Regions from separate parts of the Ovis aries genome. Here region 1 is linked to region 2. A link is a contact called in public Hi-C data. All regions are on one chromosome and are shown on one strand. Each heading gives the region's core, a stretch centred on a gene start, on an enhancer-like site or on the middle of the called end of the contact. The rest is flanking DNA. Distances are from core to core; before and after follow the strand shown. Region 1 overlaps DOCK9 (dedicator of cytokinesis 9). Region 2 overlaps DOCK9 (dedicator of cytokinesis 9).

Region 1 (3,806 bases), core at 432-2,931, 100 kb after region 2:
GAACTAAGACCCCTGCAAACCATGAGGCTTGGCCAAAAAACAAAACAAAACAAAAGGTAGAATGGTGGTTTCCAGGGGCTGAGGGGAAGAGGAAATGGAGAGCTGTTATTTAATGGAAACAGAGTTTGTAATGATGAAAGAGTGCTGAAGATGGGCGGTTACACAACAATGTGAAAGTACTTAAGGCCACCAAACATACCTAAAAGGATGGTAAATGTTATGTTATGTATATGATACGTTATATATACATTAAAACAATAGAAAACCAACTTACTACTAGGCACAGATTTCCTATAACTTCCAGGAACAACTGATATGAAATAAAAGGAAACTCAGCAGGGTAACTAGTCTTACCTCCCATTCTCTCCTCCCACCCCTCACAAAGGACAGATAAGCCCAAGAAACAGGCTTCATATGCCCATTTTCCTTCTGTTTTAACTAGTTTATATTAAATTAACTTATGTACTATAATTTCTATAACTAATAACTATGGTATTTCCTCATTACACTTGGTAATGAACTTCTTAGAAAAACACTTCAAACTATGTACCATCACTGAAAAAAAACAAAGCTGAGACTGAAATTCTTCACTGATAGACAACTTCTTCTTCATTTCACACTACAAAAACGAATGAAACAAGAGCGTTTATACAGGTGCTGATTTACCCCTCAGCTCAGGAAGCTGCAGGCGAAGTCGGAACTTCAATCACAGTTACAGAAGGTCATGGAGCAAAACCACGGTTTCTAGGGGAGCTCAGTTTTTTTAAGAGAAACCAATAAACCCACAAATGCCGCTGCTTTGTCAAATATGAGAAGCTGCCAAAAGAGCTATTTGCAAAGCTTTTCATCCTTACTAAACACATTGGTGGGGAGGAGCGCAATGGAGGGGGCTGGAGGCGCAGAAGAGCACAATGACTACAGCGAGTGCCAAGGCCCAAACTGCAAATGAGACACGAGGTGAAAAAGAAGGCAGCAGGGCAGAGGCATGAGGGCTAAGTGAGAGGTCTCCACCAGCCTCCTCTCAGGAAACGCTGTTTTAGGCAGGCATCTGAAAAAATCACAAGGTATACTGAGCTTAAACAATGGAAAAGGTACACAGCATAATCTGTGTGAAAAAGCACCCACTCCAGTATTCTTGCCTGGAAAATTCCATGGACCGAGGAGCCTGGCGGACTACCCATCCAGGGGGGTCACCAAGACTCGGACATGACGGACCCACCGAGCACCCAGACACTCGTGAAAACAGTTCACGTGCTTCAAACGTGGAGTTACAGCTATTGGAGAGCTGTTCTCACATGTGAGGAGAGACAAAATTCAGATTCCGAAACACTTCAAGTACGCGTATCTTGGATTTTAGCAGCTGAATATTTTAAAAATTGTACTGTCATTGTGTCAGTATAGAAATACTGTCTCAATATGAGTAAGGAAAGGAAATAAGGAAAACATAAACATAAAATTTGTCTGCCATTTTAAAAACTATTGCAATTATACTTCAAAAACACTGCAGCTCAAAATCTCACTCCTGTGTATATACCCAAACACAAAAACACTATTTGAAGATACAGGCACCCCAACGTTCGCTGGAGCATTATTTACAACAGCCAAGATATGAACAAGACCCAAGTGTCCAGCAGCAGATGAATGGACAAAGAAGACACGGCACCCACACACAATGGAACACTACTCGGCCGAAAGAAGGAGGAAGCGACGCCATCTGCAGCGACTTGGATGAACTCGGAGGGTATTACGCCTAGCGAAACAAGTCAGACAGAGAGACAGATACTGTGATATCACTTGTATGTGGAATCTAAAATATACAACAAACTAGAGAGTATTACAAAGAAGACAACTCACAGATACAGAAAATATACTAGTGGTTACCAGTTGAGGAGAGGGACCGGGGAAGGGACAATATAAGGGGAAGGGATTGAGGTACAAACTATTACCTGTAAAATACGTTACAAGGATATACTTTACAAGGCGAATACAGCAAATACTTTATAATAACTACAAATGCAGTTATTTGTTTAAATTTTAAAAACTGTGAATCACTATATTATATGTATAGCTTATTTTTTTTAAAAAAGCTGAATTTCTCCTGAAGGCACTCTATCCTCGACAGAGTTCTCTCTCCAAAGCATATGACGGTCTCCAACACAGTGAATTCCCAAAAGCATTCCTGGCGCTGAGAATTCAGAAGGGAATGGTAGGTAAGATGACTTCTTCAATAATGGCCAGTTAGAGCTATCCAGCTTTATTAAATTCACAGAGCACTTCAGGGAAGTCTTTGTTGAGTCAATAACTCTGGCTCATTCATTCTGTGAGGCAAGGTCTGGGCCTGAGGGCTGAGCCATCTATCCCAATTCATTCTAAGAAATTTATTTTGCAGATCTTTCCCCACAAAATTTTCATCTCTGCTATAACCACAAGGCTTTCAAGGTCCAAAAAAAAAAATTCCATTTGGAAAAAAAGTCAGAGGAGGGATGGAAAGAGAGAGATGATGAACGGGGTAGCTGAAGGTTTATTCAAATCACAGAATGGGCTCTCCTTAGGGCACTCTAGTCATCTAGACAATGAAGGGGATTTATAGTTTAAAAATAAATAAATTCTATGGTAAATCTTAAGAAAAACTTTATATAAACAGTGCTGGGCACATCTCTCACAGAGTCTGTCACGTGTACCTAATTCCTACTACGTACCAGAGGCTGAACACAGAAATTTGGTCACACGGTCTCACTTAATCATCTCAACAACTCTAAAGGTTGAGTTTATAGGTGATCTCACTCATGACCACCATCCCTTGATCTTGCTGCACGTAAACAAGGTCCCCACAGGAAGCCGTCCTGGTGCGCTGGACCACAGGAGCACTGGGCCAACACTGACATCGTGTGGCCTGGGGCTGACAAACCAGAGGGGGTGCCGGACGCAAGAACCCCACAGGCTCAATGTCTCCAAAGTACTGTCACCCTGAATTACGTTAAGAAATGAATTTAAATCATGATATCTGTGTGTAGAAGAATACTTCCCCCCAAATATGTACCCTTGCAACATGCGTTACTGTATCATTTTCTGTCCCAGCCTCTCTAGTCCATTCTAGCTCACTGGAAAGAAGAGAAGAAAAAAGGAAGGGAGTGAGGAAATGGAAATGTAAGAAGGAGGGAGGGGGACAGTCAGAGCCCCTAAACCGTCTTCAGGACCACCACGGCTCACGCCTACAGCTGGAAACCCCACATGTACCTGTCCTCTCTCCTCAACATGGTACCACGACACATAGAGTGTGTCTGTCAACACTTGGAATCACCAGTTTCAAGACACATCCCATTCCCTACGAGCAGCTCATCCTGGCCCAAGAGCAGGATGGAAGGGCCTGCTGAAGACAACAATTGTAAGAACATTCCCAAGTCAGAAGAAGCTGGTCCAGGAATCAAGGGGTAAGAGAGCGGCCACTCTGTTACCCTAATAACACACTCCACCCCTGCTGGTCACAGGGCCTGGTTTGAAAGGGAAGAATGCTTGCAATTAGAGGAGAAAATGAAGCACAATGAATGGAAAGGCGAGACGGCCGCCTGGCCATTTGGGGGCTCCATAAGCTGCTGAACCAGAAGGCAAATGAGGAGGATACTCTACCAGCTAAGGCGAAACTGGGCTGCTGCCTTCCAAAGGGTCAGGAAGAACCATGGCTGGACCCCAGGGTGGATTCTCCAAGACATCTTAGTATTTCTAGCTCCAAAAGTACAAGTTCATGAAAAAACACAGCAATTCAAAGAAAGGCAGGTCTACTGAGAATTCAGATGTCAAGGTAAAGA
Region 2 (4,173 bases), core at 725-3,224:
AACTAAAATGTAACTGAAAAGGTCTCTCAGGTTAAGAATACAAATGAAACTCCCACTTGGGAATCCCACACAAGAAGTTACTTCACTGTCATTGATAATGCACTCTGGTCTGCCTCCCTTTATGTGGTGAATAAATATTCTTTGATATAATTTGGTTTACATAGTGGCAGCTTTCAGCTGAGGCTGGGTCACAAGCTGAGAGCACCATGGGGTCAATTAGCTGTTGATGCAAAGATAATTTTCAGTGGACATTAAGGGGTGCTGTCATCTCGACCTAGGGCCTAGGTACACTTTCCTGTATTCCACCCCCTTTTAAAATTTCAGTTCTGCACAGTGTTTGTGGGTTTCTGCTGTTGTTATAACCATCAGTAATTTAAAAGACCAGGATTTAACTAAAATTTTGTATTTCTGGTTTTCCTAAAAAAAAACTCAGATGATCTAGCAGCCTTGAGCTGGCAGGGCCACCAGCAGCATCAGCTCCCCATTGAAGGGAGCCCTTGTGTTCCAGTTCGTCAGAGTCCCCAGCATTCCGCATTGCTTTACAAGCACACCTCTTCCACCTAACTTATTGGTTTGGCACCTGCAGCCATCTGAGTCTGGACCCATCTGGACCCCTAACTTCCATGCTCACTGTGATGAAACAACAAAGTCTGGACTTCTTCTCCCATTATTAACTACTAGAAAACTGGGCAAAAGAGATGAAACAACTGTTTCTAGATATTTTGCAACCATCAGTGCAGCCCTATGATCTCCGATAAAGGAAATGAATGAGGTGAGCCCTATCAGCACCTTAGCTCTCTGCCTGGACCCAGAAAGGTGAGCCTGAACAGAGTCCAACAGTTCTGCTGACTGAAGAGACTGTCCAGAGTTCACAAGATGTAGGTGAACAGAACATGCAGGACAGAGTCTCCAGAACAAGATCAGAGTTCTCAGCACACACAGACAACAGAGACCCAAACTTAGTAACAACACATTCATTGTGTGGTTTCTGTTTATGTTATGCTTCACCAAAAAAGCTACTAAAAACAAAAACAAAGTCAAGACACAATAACCTAAACTTCAGGTTACCATCCATTAGGGATAAAGAGAAGATCAATAGGGAATAAGAATGGCATCAGACTCCAAAAATAACACTAGCACCTAAAAGACAATGGAAGATCTTCAATGTCTAACTAAGGTAAATTTCACCTTGGATTTTGATACCCAGCCAAACTGTCAATCAAGTATGAATGCAAAACTATAGGTGTTTGTAGACACACTAACTAAAAAACTAAGATCCTATGAATAATTTCCCAGGAAGCAATTGGAGGATGTGTTCCTCTCAAGTAAAAAAGCAAAGGGTGAAAGAAGATGACACAGGATCCTGAAAACAGGGACTCTGACACAGGGAGGAAGGCAAAGGGAATTTTCAGGATGGTGACTGTACAGAGTCACCATCAGATTAGATCAGGAAGGAGGACTGCAGGAGCTGAAATCCTCTCTAGCATCACATAACATCTACAGTTGATGAACAAAGAGAAGCGAACATTCCTTATCTAGCAATATGGACATAGAGCCCAGAAAAAATTTAAAAATACTGGGAAAAGTTGAAAATGATCATTTCAGGGAGTGGGGAGTGGGCAAAGTGAGGGTGATACTGGCAGGAATGTACCTTTAGTGCTTCCTCTCTGTGCTCTTTGACATTTAAACCAAATGAACATACTATTTTGGATGAAAACAAAATTTAATTCTAAATAAACGTGTCAATACATAAGCAAGGGCCAAACCAGAGAGCTGTGTCTCTAACCTTAGTTACACTGGCCCCACAAAACAACCCTTCTTAAAGGACCGAGCTTTGGGCCGATGTCATCAGCAGATACTGACTCATTTTAAGGAAGCATTCTCTGATCACGGTGACTGCGTCTATTGTGAGGAGTCGTCAAGGAGATTGTTCATTAATCACACAGTGCTCTCTGTATGAGGGCCCCTAAGAGAAATGTCTGAATGGGCTTCATTCTGAGATTACTCGGGCAGCTTCTGACTAATTGGGTTGTTTGTATCTACAGACACTGTACAACCAAACGGGTCTCCGAGCTAGAAAGCACAGAGCCAGTGTGTCACCCACCCATAGAAGGCATTAGTTCTTTAAAATATATGCTTTTCCCTCAAATTAATCCCACCTCGTCTCTTCCCTACTCTGACTCCTGGTTCACCTTTCACACCCACTTTAAATTTATAATATCCTATATTTTTGGTATCTTTGTAAATTGCTACCTTAGATCTTCCTGGGAAATGGGAGGGGAGGGGATAAGTGGATGGACGGATGAAGGTGCAGATGGAGAAACTGCCAACCTGCTTTCAAAGGCAATTCCGCACAGGTACGGAAGGAGCCACATCAAACTGTTAACGGCAGCTCTTTGAGAAAGGGAAAGATGGGGGCCAACAGGGACTTCTGCACTACCTGTACTATCTAATCTTCTATAATATTAACATGCTCATGTACTGCGTGTGTGCTAAGTCACTCCAGTCTGTGATCCTATGGCCTGTAACTCACCAGGCTCCTCTGTCCATGGGATTTTCCAGGCAAATATACTAGAGTGGGTTTCCATGTCCTTCACCAGGGCACCTTCCTGACCCAGGGATTGAACCCATGTCTCTTACATCTCCTGCACTGGCAGGCAGGTTCTTTACCACTAGTGCCATCTCTTATGTATAATTAAAATAACATTTAAGATTCACTCTACAACTGTAACAGCACTTATGGCAACAAAAATACCTAATATTGGCTGAATGCTTACCAAGTGCCAGCACTGTTCTAAGCTCTTTACATGTATTGATTAATCCTCTCCATAACCACATTCAGTGCTATCACTAGCCCCATTTAACAAATGAGGAAACTGAGGTGCAGAGAAGTTAAATCATATCTCCAAGGTTACAGAGCTGGTCAGTGGTAGAATGGGGATATGAACTCAGTCTGCACCTGAAACCCAACTTCTTGATCAATATATATGATAATAAAAGTCATCACTGAGATGCTAAGAACTGTCCTGAATATTTCCAAGTTAATTCATCCAATCCTTTAACTTTTTTACCCTACTAAGGAAATATCATTATCTGAATTTTGCATATGAACAAACTTCAGTCAATAGCTGGTCCAAGGTCACACAGTTAAAAAGTAGATGAGCCAGGTTTTAAGAAGAAAAGCATTTGCCAGAGCACTCAGGCCTCCTACAACATAATTCTGCCTGTCTCGCACCCACTGTCTTCTAAACTGATGAAAAACAAACTCAATTTTTACATCTGCCATTATGTTTCTACCACAAATATAGCCATTTTTGGAAGTGTTTGCTTAAATCTGCTAATTCATAGACAGTATTTTTATAAATGAGAAAACTCAATGATAAAACTTGTTTCATATTTACCTGAACCACACCCATACAGGAGTCGAGAAATATTGATCCTTTTGGTTCCTTGGAGATCTTTTCATCTTTATAAAAATTCAAATTGTAGGACCCATCACCAAGTTGAATCAGGTGGAAAAATCGTCTTTTAAATGACTGAGAGAAAAATACACACACAGTGATTGTTTCAAAATGAAAGGAGCCACAATCTCTCTCAATAACTCACAATGATGCCCTGACGTAAAAACCATTTCTCATTCTGACCAGCACCCAGGTAGCTGGGTGAGTTAAGACTCTCCATCACATCTAATAATTTCCCTGCATTTAAATTCTGAGGGGCTGGTTCACTTAACATTCCTGGGTCATTTTTCTCACCCAGAGAATCAGAGATTTTTTACATAACCACCCAGAATCGGGGCAGTGAGTTCTGATTTGGGATGCAGCTGGAAAGGATGGAAACTTTCTCAAATCCCCAGGGTTTCTCGCTCAGAGCAGAAAGTGTTCTCGGCCTCACGATACTGGACATCTTTTCAGCCTCAGGTTTATGACAGTCAGCATTTCCCCTGATTTAATTTTATCTCTCCTGCCCATCCCACCTCCCTTCCATTGCTTCTCTTTACTATTAATTCTGGTCTTTCTCTTCTCCTACTTCTCTCCTGGATAGTTTTTACACTAGTTTTGCTTTTCTCTTGGCAGCCTCCTTTCCAACTTTACCATATTTCCTTAGTCATTGATTTCCATTTTTCTTGATTTTGTTGCAGAAAAGCAAAATTGCTTAGGTGTAGCTCCTTGG

What was found. A called contact is a pair of places that touch in the nucleus more often than the background predicts.
Region 1: a contact with region 2 is called in a Hi-C map of hypothalamus, with 2.9 times the contacts expected there. The contact joins two enhancer-like sites. A contact is called at or near these places in 3 of 16 Hi-C or Micro-C datasets (hypothalamus and tail adipose tissue).

What each region holds. Positions count from the first base shown.
Region 1 is chr10:75,281,895-75,285,700 of ARS-UI_Ramb_v3.0, forward strand. All of the region lies in intron 1 of DOCK9 (dedicator of cytokinesis 9), which reads right to left. Among named protein-coding and RNA genes, the nearest start is that of DOCK9, 62 kb to the right of the region's middle. Within about 2 kb of position 1,682, at least 8 of the 54 cell types and tissues checked have an H3K27ac peak or open chromatin away from gene starts, as enhancers often do. A contact at or near this core is called in hypothalamus, where this site is marked.
Region 2 is chr10:75,178,642-75,182,814 of ARS-UI_Ramb_v3.0, forward strand. It overlaps DOCK9 (dedicator of cytokinesis 9), which reads right to left. Exons shown (of 53, transcript XM_060394649.1): 7 at 3,402-3,536. Among named protein-coding and RNA genes, the nearest start is that of TRNAW-CCA, 140 kb to the left of the region's middle. Within about 2 kb of position 1,975, at least 10 of the 54 cell types and tissues checked have an H3K27ac peak or open chromatin away from gene starts, as enhancers often do. A contact at or near this core is called in hypothalamus, where this site is marked.